Linked DNA regions of Sus scrofa: region 2 is linked to region 1. A link is a contact called in public HiChIP or PLAC-seq data. All regions are on one chromosome and are shown on one strand. The core of a region is the stretch at or near the end of the contact, and the rest is flanking DNA. Distances in the headings are between cores, read along the strand shown.

The links. HiChIP or PLAC-seq counts read pairs in DNA pulled down with a chosen protein or histone mark.
Region 2: an H3K27ac HiChIP or PLAC-seq map of alveolar macrophages shows a contact between it and region 1. The contact joins the promoter of LUC7L here to the promoter of CAPN15 in region 1. A contact is called at or near these places in 1 of 5 promoter capture datasets (fetal liver), 1 of 47 Hi-C or Micro-C datasets (heart right ventricle) and 1 of 2 datasets of contacts at active chromatin or transcription factors (alveolar macrophages).

The regions. Positions count from the first base shown.
Region 1 is chr3:41,205,106-41,211,061 of Sscrofa11.1, reverse strand. It overlaps CAPN15 (calpain-15), which reads left to right and starts at 2,452. Exons shown (of 13, transcript XM_021086917.1): 1 at 2,452-2,684.
Region 2 is chr3:41,439,777-41,445,732 of Sscrofa11.1, reverse strand. It overlaps LUC7L (putative RNA-binding protein Luc7-like 1), which reads right to left and starts at 3,606. Exons shown (of 10, transcript XM_013987737.2): 1 at 2,851-3,606; 2 at 886-2,025.

The sequences.
Region 1 (5,956 bases), core at 1,203-3,702:
AGGCGCCCATCTCCCACCACTCAGCCCTGAGCCACCTGCATAGCACACACAGATGGGGAACCTGGGGCCCCTGCCCAGGGGGCAGAGGACAGCTGAACCCAAGTCTGCTGCCCACTTGGCCCCTCGGCGACACCAGGTTGGCCGGCCTACAAGCAGGGCCCCCAGGCCTCGTCCTCAGCTGGGCTGTGGCATTAGGCCTCTTAGGGTCGCCAGGAGCCCAGGCACTGTGTGGGGCAGCGTCAAGGGGGCAGCTGGAGGGGGTGATGTGTCCCAGGAGTCCCTGCCTGGAGCCGGCCTCCCCCAGGAGCGCAGGGGAGGAAGGGCTTGGAAAGGACGATGGCCCCCACCCACGCCCCTGGTGCTGAGGGGGTGGCTCCCCAGAGTTAGTCTGACTCCTTATCACATCCATTTGTGGGACTGGGGCTTGGACCTGGCCATCCCAAGGGCCCAGTCCGTGCCAGGTGTGACTGGCAGGCCTGGACAGGGGCAGCCAGGGAAGGCAGCATCGTGCCTGGGCTGGGGTACAGGCTTCATCCTCAGGCTCCTGGTGGAGCTGCAAGGAGGGCCCTCTCAGCACTGGGGGTGCTGAGGCAATGCAGCAGGTTCTGGAGGCTAGTGGGGCTCTGGGAGGGTCTGGTCCCCAGCTCGGCTGCACCAAACAAGTTTCTGCTGACCAAGAATGAGGCCACTGCCTCTGCTCTGACACTGGGGGCACAGCCCCTGTCTTGGTCTGGAACCTACAGGGTCCATTTGCCTGGGAGGTTGTGGGGAGGGGCCTCTCACTGCACCAGGCAAGGCCACAACCAGGAAGGGGATGGGGGAACAGCTTCCCCTGTGCCTGGCTGGGCCCTTGACCATGGGGGCCTGTTTGTCGGCCGGCCAGCTGGCCCTACCAACAGTCCGTCTAGTCCCTGCCCTGGTCCTGCAGGGGTGACAGCCCAGCCGGGGTGGGAGAACATGTGACAGAAAACCATTGAAAATGCAAGCAGGGCAGTGCCAGGCCACTGCCCAGGAAGCGCTTCCTGGAGAGCTGCTCACAGAAGGGGCCCAGGTGGAGGTGCCCAGAGTGCGGGAGGGACCTGTGCCGCTCATGTCCCAGCCCAGAAGCAGTCTGGTGGAAGTCCCCCAGGGCAGATCCTGTCTTGACCAGGGCCCTGCCCCTCCCTGGAAGGAGATGCTCCTGCTCTCTCCCTACTCCCTAGCACTGCAGCGGGCTGGAAAGAACCTCGCCCATCAGGTCTCACGGCTCACCTTTGGCCGTTTTTCTCGTCGGCTCACCTTTGGCCGTTTTTCTTGTCGGGAGGTTATAGGGCTGTGGACACCACCTCTGACCCAGCTGCCTCAGGCAGTGCACAGGGAAAGGGCCTGGGAGGGAAGGGGACCTGCAGTCACTGAGCCACCAGCGGGACTTGGCCCTTGAAGGCAGAAGGGGACCGCAAACCACTCTCCTTGAATCTCTTGGTAGAGGGGGCTTTGCTTCTGTGTTTCCTGCGTGGCTTGTGCCCTTTCCGGCTCCCCAAGCTCCTCTGAATGCCAGGGCCCCCGGAGCTCCGCCCTCTGAATCCCCACTCCCCACTGCAGCCTCGCCCTGCTTCAGTTGCTGCGGTAAAACCGCTGACACCGATCCGTTTTTCCGAGGGTCTTGCTGCCTCCCGGGCACTTAGGCGACGCAGGGCGGGGGTCCTGGAAGCAGCGCCTACCCTCAGTCCGCGGCTGCTGGGTATGAGAGTGACCTCAGACTACCCAAAGTGCAGGGAAAGGCTCTGAGCAAACAGGGCCGGGTTCTGCTCGGAGGCCCCCCCGCGGCTTCCTCCCTGCCTGGCGCTGGGCTGCGCGTGTGCCTCACTCCGTCCTTCCAGCGGCTCGGGGATACTGGTTCCCCGATGGCCCAGAAGAAACTGGAGCTCTGGCAAGCAACCTGCCCGGGTCACAGAGAGTGGCGCGGCCGTGGTCAGCGCAGGTCGATCCCAGCGAAACCGAAACAGGACCGGGAAGCCCTTGCGGGCCGGAAGAGGCAGACAAGTCGAGAGGGGACCCGGGAGGGAGGGGGCGGTTCTGCGAGCAGGCCCAGCGCAGCGCAGGGGCCCGGGAGGGGTCCGGGGCCGCAGCCCCTCGCCGCCCGGCACAGCAGCAGCCGGAAGCGCCGCGACCGGGGCGGGGGGGTGTGAAGCCCCGCCCCTCCCTACCGCGCCGGGCACTCTGGGAGTTGTAGTCCCGGTCGCGTCCACGGCACGCCGTGCCTCCCGTTTTCCGGCTCGGGCGCCTACCTCGGCGCTCGCGGTCGGCTCGGCCCGGGAAGTCGGAGGGCGCCAGTCGAGGCGGCTGAGGGCCACCGCCCCGGACTCCGCCTCCCGGCCTGCCTCGCGCGCCGCGCCGCCTTGTGGGAGCGGTAGTCCGGGCGCGCGATTCACAGCGCCGCGTGCGCCCCGGGCGCGCCGTAGCCTTGGGGCCCCGGCCGGGCGCTACGCTACGGAGGCGGCGCAGGGAGAGGCGCGGGCCGGGCCGGGCCGGGTCGGGCCGGGTCGAGACGCTTGCCGGTTCCGCCACTCAGCGCGGGAGGCCGTCGGGGCAGCGCGCCGGCGGCAGAGGGCCCGCCTGCCCTCCGAGAACAAGTTGTGGGCCGACCGGCGCAGGCGAGCGGGCCCGGGCCGCGGGGACTGAGAAGGCGCCGCGGGGTTGCGGAGGTGAGTCTCGCCGCCCGGGCCGGGCCGGGCCGGGCCGGGGGGAGCGGCCTGGCCCCTCGTGGGGCCGGGACCGGCGGGCGGCGCCCCCTGGGCATTGGTCCGGCACGACCGGGCTGGGGACGCTGCCCGAGGGAGAAGCCGGCGGGACCTGGGGGACCAGACAGCGAGAGACCAGCCAGGGTGCTGTGGACACAGGAGGCGGCCTGAACCTTTCCTGCCCTTGAGTGCCCTTATCTCCGGGCAGTGTCCCGTCCCCGGCTGCGTTCGGGATGTGTCCCGCGGTGGCCCCGCGGAGTGGGAGCGCGGGCGCGCCTTGTGTGCCCACTGGCCGGCCACCACAGTTCGTTCTCCCGTCCCTCTCCTGGCGCTGGAGCGAACCGAGAAGTTTTCCACAGGGGCCCTGAGAGGATTTGCCAGGCTGCACGGCGACCCTTCACGCTCTTCTTGCTGCCCACAAGAGGGGCTCTTCTGGTCCTCACCAGCGCACCCCTGTTGTGTGGTCAAGTGACTGGGCTTGTTTGGAGGAGGTGGGGGCGCCTCCTAACACGCAGGAATTTGGGACCAGACTGCAACCACAGGATCCCAGTGAGTCCAGGCCTGGGAGTTTGGGGTCCGGTGGCTCTGAGCGGCCGTGTCCTGGGGGGACACGGGCCTCCGCCGAGTGCTAAGTAGGTTCGCACCCCTCCTGGGAGCCCCTCCCCTGTCCCGGCCTGGGGGCTGTGTGAGCCACCGTCAGGAGGGTGCCCCTGATCCCCTTCTGCCGCTAGAGGCTGGGCTGCCCTAGGAGGTGGGGTAACGCGATCCTGCCATTTCTGGGTGACTTTCTCGAGTGCGGGGAGAGGCTAGTGTTTCCCTGGCCCAAGTCCCTGGGGAGGCCCCCGTGGACTGGGAACCCCGAGCCTGGCTGCTGGGAGTGGGTCTTGCGAGAGGTTGGGCTCGACTGATTTCCTCTCAGGTCCTTCTGCTCCTGGCAGGAGCTCCCCTCTTCCCTTCTGCAGCTGCTTCCCCTGAGCAGACAGGCTGGTGACCCCGTGACCTACTGAGAGCCAGGCTTAACCCCCGCCCCGCCACGCTGGGCCCAGGGCTCAGTGACTGCCTGGCTTTAGACAGGGACCTTCCGTCTTGGATCCCGTTTCTCTCCTTTGAGCCGCCCAGACCCAGGACTCTGAGGGCAAGAGGCGGAGGGCCCTGCAGTCCTGCCCCCCAGGGGTGGCTCGGAGCCCTGCCCTTCTTGACGGTGGGCTCTGCTGGAGGCCCTGCACCCAGCTCTCTGGACCCGTCTCTTGGGCCGCACTCTGCGGAGCACCTCCTCACGGAGGCCATGGGGCGGCCGTGGCTGCTGGGGCCGCGCGTCCAGGTCTGGGTCGCTGACTGTTCACCTCGTGTACATGGAGTTGGGAAGAAGGACTCAGCTGCCCTAGAAATCCGCAGAAACTGTGGCTCCTTCATGGGTCTTTGCTGGTCAGTGGAGAGCCTCAGGGCTGTGCCCAGACCCCATCCAAAGGTACCTCCTGCCCCCGAGGGGCACCAAGGGGACTTGGATCAGCTGGTTCCTTGCCCTGATCTTCTGCTTGGATTTCTGGCACCTCTGGCCCTTGCCACCCATTACCCCTGTCCCCACGCAGGGACTTGGCTCCCTCTCCCTCTGCCAGGCTCGCAGGGATACGCAGGTTCCTACCTCCCCCCACCACCACCCTGTCCTGCTCTGCCAAGAATGCCCAGCAGGCCTGTGCTGTTGCTTTGGCCATCCCCAGCTCCCCCTGTGCCCTACACAGCCCGTCCAAAGGTGAAGTGGTCAGCGAGCATCCTGTCAGCTGCCCGCCTGTAGGCAGCTCTGGTGACCCCGCTCTGACCTCAGAGGGGAGCCCCCAAAGTGGTTGGGACTGGCACCCACAGCCTCTCCGGGATGGGGGGGCTCGCTGGTCTCCACCTGCTTCGAATGAGCTGGAAGGCGGCTGTGCGAGGAGTTCGGGCTTGGGGGCCAGCCCAGCCTCACCCTCTCACTGTCACTCTGGGTCAGCTGTGGCTTAAGGTGGGGTCCCAGTGGAGGCTCATGCTGGTGCCGGCAGGACAGTGCAGGGAGCAGGGGCTGTGGGAGGGCAGCTGGGGGCCTCCTGATGCCTGAAGGACGTGCTGTCCCTTGGGCGAGGACTTTTCCGGGGCACCCGGGGTGGACCGAGTGGACGGCCCGGCCTCGCTCCCTGTCCTTGCCGCAGCATCTCACTTGGGCGGCTGCCCACACCCTGCTCTCTGCTTCCCTGGGGTCAAGGGCTGCACCCCCTCTCCCTTGGGGCCGAGCTGGACGGTGCTGGCAAATATCAGGAGGAAAACAGGTCGATAGAGGCTTCACTTGGGCCGAGTCACCTTGTGTGTGTGTGTGCGTGTGTGTGTTTCAAGGAGGGCAGCCACGCTGGCCCGGTACAGACCCAGAGCAGCCGAAGCCCTCCTGCCCAGCCCCCGGGGGCTGCCCGGCTGCTGCGCTGCGGGGGGAGCTGGAGGCTCCGGTGCCCTCGTGTCCCTGTGAAGTGCCCCTGCCCCTGCCCCACCCCCGTGCCCGAGGTCACAGGCAGCCTAGAGCAGGGCTCTGCCCCTCCACCGCCTGGCAGACAGCAGTGCTGGGGCGAGAGCACTCGCCCCGTAGCCTCCCCTCGATTCCTCTGTAAACACGGAAGTGGAAAGTGAAGCGTGGTGGCGTCCTTGGCTGCCGACAGTAACTTCCTCTTTTCGGCATCTGACTGAAGGGTACACCTCCAAAGCCAGGGCATCCGGGGACCCGTTCCCCTCTTGGAGGCAGCCCCCGGCCTCCGTGGCAGCAGACGGCCCCTCACCTGTGGCTTGGTCTTGCGAGGCCCCAAAAGCAGAGCAGACGCTGCCTGACACCTGCCAGTCGCTTCCTTTGCGGGTGCCAGTGGGGCCACAGAGGCTCCTTGAGCCCTGGCCACTACTGGACCCTTTGGGGCCGAGGTGCTGGGCAGACAGAGAAGCCCCAAAACACCAGGCAGAGCGGCCGGCTGCCTTGGCGCGCACGCGGGCCGGACAGCAGGCAGTGCTGGTGCCCATGCTGTTCACAGACCTGGCTCTTAGGGGCGGTTTGTAACGATTTCCAGCAGGACCTCGACACTCCCTCTCTGAAGAAGACTGCCGTGCTGTCGTGGGGTGTTAGCCTGGCGGGCTGTTCCCTGCGCCTGGGGGGGGCAGGGGTGTGCCCTGAGGGCATTGGAGTGGCCGGGTGGCACCAGCACCTGGGTCCGGATGAGTCTCCATGGCTCCTG
Region 2 (5,956 bases), core at 2,357-4,856, 230 kb before region 1:
CGAGCCCCATGCCTGGCACAGAGCTGGTGCCCGACAAATTCGGAGGGATTCGCCGGTGCCTCAGGCAGCAGACGCCTGCAGGCCTCGAGCTCATCCTGCTCCTTCCCCCACAGCAACAGGGACCTGCTCAAGAGCCACACGGCTGGGAGCTTCCCTCCAGGGCACAGCCCCCCACTCCGGCCCGCACCCAACTCCAGGCTGCCATGCCTCCTGCGGGAGCACCCGCGGCTGCTGCTTGGGTGGCGGAAGCCACGGTCGCAGCGTGTGCTCCTCTACCAAGTCAAACTGCAGGCAGGCCCGCAGCCAACACAGGCTCAAGGCTCGGCATTCACCCATCTGCTGTCAGAAGGGCCGGCCTGAGCAAATCCAGGACGCCCGCGCAGTCCCCCAGCGGCTGCTCCCTCAAGTGGTAACAATAAACGCCACGACAGATCATGCAAAGAAGGTTCCCGAACACCTGCACAAAGGACCCTTAAAATGAGCAAACTGGAGTTCCGTCGCGGCACCGTGGCCAACAAATCCGACTAGGAACCGCGAGGTTTCAGGATGGAACCTGCATCCTCACGGATACGCGGCAGGTTTGTTCCCACTGAGCCACGATGTGAAGTCTTTTTTTCCCCCAGGCTGTTCTCTTTTTACTTAGCTGTGAGTAACTCAGTATAAAGGACTCTACAAAAACCTGAGTACCTTACAAACGAAACTTTAGAGAAATGAAAACACGTCATCATACAAAATGGCACCACACTAACAACTATCACTTGAAGGGAGCAGGAGGTAATTTCCGTCCGGTAAAAGAAAAAGATTTCAACCTGAGGAGCCTTCCCTGCCCAAACGAATCCACGTGAGTGTTCTATGACATTCTGCCATGCCTGGAGATGCACCTACCGTCCCAGCCAGGATGTCATGGGGGCAGCAGTCCAGAAGGTGACTCTTGCAGACACGGTCATCTGTAAACTTGACCCTCTGTCTGGTTTCGTCTCCTGAAATTCATTTGTCATTTTAAATAAGACAGTATTATCTCGTTAGGAGCAGAAGCACATCTGGTACAATTCACCTGGATGATTTGCAGGCTACCAAATACACTGAAAGGCTCATCTAGAGGTATTTACAACCGGAAAGAAACGGACGGTTTTGATAGTAAATGCATCTTGAAGAATCACACTTAATGAGGTCTGACTCCATCATTGTGCCAAAGAAGTTAAGGAGTCAGGAGCAAAATGCTGAGCGCCCAACGGCCATCAGCCCCACACATACGTGTGGGCAATGAGGTATCAAAACCCACGCTAATCAGAGGGCCATGAATCACCACGTAAAACATAGCTGGTAGTTTCCAACAAAAAGCTACTTATTAATCCAATCATTTGGCTAGGGACGAACGGAGAGGCAGTATTTTGCCCAAAATTACATGGAGAAAGCTTTTCTCTTTCAACTACTGACTGATAAATGATCTAGGCCTAGTCTACCTATCCCGTCACCCCCCCCTTAAAAAAGAGAGTTGGCACCTGGGAGTCACTTTTAACAAGACAATACCAAAAAAAAAAAAAAAAAAAAGGCAAAAAAAGGAACTAGGTTAGTCAATACACACTGTGAGTTCCAACACATACTGTACCCATCTGCATTCTTCAAGACCTCAGCTGCAGAATTTTATGCCCGCTGTTGAAAAGTTTTAAAGGAAAAGTTTTCTTGCCCAACCTGCAGTAAGGAAGTCAGGGGAATGATACATACAAGTAAAGGCAAAGTGGAATGTGACAACTTTTAAAGCTAATCTGTGTATATGACACAGAGCTGTGTAATACTAAAGGAGGAATATATTTTAGGATTTGCAAGCATCCAGGATTAATGTAGTGTCTTTTTATTGAAAATGTTTTCTTTCTAAACTACACTTTTAAAGTTATTTGTGAAAAAAAGCAAACACTTTTTTGTTATAACAGCTTAGAAATTGGTTGTGACTCACGGCTCGATGAACATGAGGCTTTTCTGCAACTCCCTTGCAGATTGATGTAGGCAGGCAAAGATACACTGAACCTTTATAAATAAAATAGAGGGGCCACAATTGTTCAGTTTGTATGAAATAAAAATATGGGAAGCAATTCAAAAGCAACTCAATATACAAAGAAAGCTAAAAAGCACTTATTCACCTATGAAGTAAAGTGCAAGGAATCTGCACGGCCTAGCGAATGTGCCAGTGTGAACTTACAACTGCATTACTTCGGTAGAAAAGAAAACGCACACCACAGCAGGTACATAGTTTTGCAAAGATGCGACCACTTTCTCCTGAGACAACCGGCAAGATCTTGCGCTCCTCCCTACAGCACAACCTACCTAACGACTGCCAAGCGCTAGCTCAACAGAGGCTCTCCTGTGTGGCTGGGCAAAGGGGGCTGGAAAAGCACGCGGCATGGACCCACGTTAGAAAAGCTCAATTTCCGGCTTCCCTTGCAGTGGGACACAACAAGAACGCCCAGGGTTACCAGGCCTCTCCGGCTCCCGCGGGTGGAGGCGCTCCGCCAGCCCGCCGCGAACGATCTGAGCCCACGCTGGCTGCAGCCCTTCGCCGACTCCCCGCCCAAGGGGCGGCGGGGGCGGCGGAGGACGCCGAGGGCGGAGAAATCGCAGAAGGTCAACAGGGGAGCGGCTGGCGCCCCACCCACGACGCGGGCTCCGGCGGAGGAGCCCGCCGGGGACTCACGCCGGCGGGGAGAGCGCGGCGGCGGCCGCCGCAGAGGCGCAACGGCCCAGACAAAGGCCCGGCGCGCGGGGGAGGGGAGGGCGCCCGCGCAGGCGCAAGCCGCCCGGCGGCCTCGCTTCGCTCCTGCCCCAGCCCAAGCCTGACCGGCCGCCCCGACTCACCGTCCCGGGCGGTGCCCATGAGCTGATCCAGCAGGGCCCGCATTTGCGCCTGGGCGGACATGGTGGCCGGTGGGAGCGGCAGGGACGGCCGCGAGGCTTCTCTCAAGCTGGGGAGGCAGAGGAGGCGACGGCGGCAGCGGCGGCGGCGGCGGCGGCGGCGGCGACGAAAGCTTGCCGCGTCAGCCTCGAGCCAGCTCGGCTCCTTCCCGCCGCGGGGGACGCCGGGAGAAAGTGCGTCGATGCCCGCTCGTGGCCTGCTGGGAAATGTAGTTGGAGGGCGGAGCCTGGGGCTCGGGCGGACCTTCAAGCAGTCAGAATCAGACATTCTGCAAGCTTTTGGGTCACAGCCCCAGCACTGATGAGGCTCTGCGGCCCACAACTTACATGAGACTAAATAGCAACGAAGTGAAGATCCATAACAGGAAAATAAATCCCGTGTGTTCTTGCTAGCGGTGAACCTCTCAGACTTTAGCTACAATCAGACTAAGTTTTTTACCTGTGAAAATTGGTGTCTGTCTGGGCACTTTGGTTAAAGTTAAATCAAGCAAGCACGGAATAAATGTTAGGTTCTGTGACTGGGGCTTTGTGGCAGTCCCCCTCTGCTCTCCCAACCGTCCATCCACTGAAGCTGCTGCAGCTCTAGCCATATCTAAGAAAGACAATGAACCTCTTGACAAGTGCTGCCTTGAGTACAGCCTTCAGTAGGGGCTGTGATGCTTTCCTCTGGAACTGCCCACATATCCAGATGCCTATTTGTTTTTCCTGACTACAGTGCCTCCGCACCCAAAAGCTTGCAGAATGTCTGATTTACTGCTATGGGATCCTGCACAATCCTGCCTCATATCAAGAACTCCATTTCAGGAGCTCCCGTTGCGGGTCAGGGGGTTAAGGATCCAACTAGTGTCCATGAGGATGTGAGTTTGATCCCCAACCTTGTTCAGTGGGTTAAGGATCCAGCGCTGCCATGAGCTGTGGCAAGGCTGAGGGTGTGGCTCAGTCGGATGCGGTCTGGATGCAGCATTGCTGTGGCTGTGATGCAGGCCAGCAGCTGCAGCTCCAGTTAAACCCCTGGCCTGGGAACTTCCATGGGTGCCGCCCTGAAAGACAAAAAATAAAACAGCAAGTGAGAGTTGTCAAAAATGAAAATTGTCTAAGATTTACATCTTGGGGTAAAAATCCACCTTGAGCCATCCATCTTCAAAAGCCTTAAACACAAGGCCCTACGGTATAGTACAGGAAACTATATTCAGTATCTTGTGATAAACCATAATGGAAAAGAGTAAGTAGAAGGGGGAGTTCCCATCGTGACAGAGCAGTCAATGAACCTGACTAGCATCCATGAGGACAAGGGTTCAATCCCTGGCCTCCCTCAGTGGGTTAAGGATCCCCCGTTGCGGTGAGCCATGCTGTGGGTCACAGATGTGGCTCAGATCCCGCCTTGCTGTGGCTCTGGCATAGGCCGGCGGCTACAGCTCTGATTGGACCCCTAGCCTGGGAACCTCCATATGCCAAGGGTGCGGCCCAAAAAGACACAAAGACTAAAAAAAAAAAAAAGAAAAAAGAAAAAGAATATATAATAAAAGAATCACTTTGCTGGACAGCAGAAATTAACACAACATGGTACATCAACTATATTTCAGTAAAATTTAAAATTCTTTGAAAAGAAACTTGAGCCTGCTGCCAAGTAAAGAATGTCACTCGCCAACTGACCCGACAGGATTAGGTCACTGGCCAGGGCAGCTGCTGACCTTCAACACCCTTGGAAGGAAGTCCGGGTGGAGGTCAGGAATGAGGCACTCTGTTCCGGGAAAAACTGGCAGAACAGGCCTTCAGAGAGTTAGATATTTCCAAGACAAAATTTTATGAGCCCAATTTCTTGCAATTCTCATTCCTCGAAAGGCTGTAAAGTAACTAATGGAGATATCCGCTCCTCGGGACCAGCAGCAAGCTTCTTCCAGGTGTGAACTTGACCGCAGGTACCCCTTATATATACACGGATGTCCCGAACTCCTCTTCAGAGCACCTCCAAATTCAGAGCTGAGAGGCTGTCTTCCGGGCTCCAGTCCTCAGAAAGCCCTGAGTAAAACTGAACTCACAGCGCTCAGGTTGCATGGGGTTTGTCTTTTTTTCCAGTTGACATTGGCCAGGACTTCACCTTTGTATCTGAAGTTTCCCTCTGTCTCCTCCACTTCAAATAAATTTGTTTTTTATGCACCAGCGTTAAGATAATAAAAAAATCTTATTTTAAATTCCTCCTCAAAGCATGTATCAGGCCCACCTAATTTTATTGGTGAAAAACTGGTTTTCTATCAAATTTCTTAAAGGAATATATAATTCCAATCCACAAACATTTTCAAGAAATTAAAAAGATTGAATATTCAACAGTTCCTTCTATGAGACCAATATGATCTTTTTTATAAATTTCACTGTCAGTTTAAATCCTCACCTTAGGAAGTTCCCAGCTTAGCGGGAAAAGAATCTGACTAGCATCCATGAGGACCAGGTTCCATCCCTGGCCTTGCTCAGTGGGTTACTGATCTGGTGTTGCTGTGAGCTGTGGTGTAGGTGGCAGAAAGAGCTCAGATCCTGGCTTGCTGTGGCTGTGGTGTAGGCCGGCGGCTGTATCTCTGATTGGAGCCCCAGGCTGGGAGCTACCATATGCCCCTGGTGAGCCCCTAAATAGCCAAAAAAAAAAAAAAAGAAGAAGAAGCTGTGGGGAAATAACACTTCCCTGCATTTCTGAGTGCTCCAGTAAAAAAAACCCTAGCCCCATTAAATTCTACTCTTAAGCCCGTAGCCATTTGTTTAGTTAATTGCTCTGATTCAAAAGTATAACAACTGGAGTTCCTGTCGTGGCTCAGTTGTTAACGAATCCGACTAGGAACAATGAGGTTTCAGGTTCAATCCCTGGCCTTGCTCAGCGGGTTAAGGATCTGGCGTTGCCATGAGCTGCGGTATGGGTCACAGACGCGGCTCAGATCCACGTTGCTGTGGCTGTGGCATAGGCCAGTGGCCACAGCTCTGATTAGACCCCTAGGCCACAGGACCAGCGCTAGAAAAGGCAAAAAAAAAAAAAAAAAAGGAATAAAGCTTTAAAAAAAAAAAA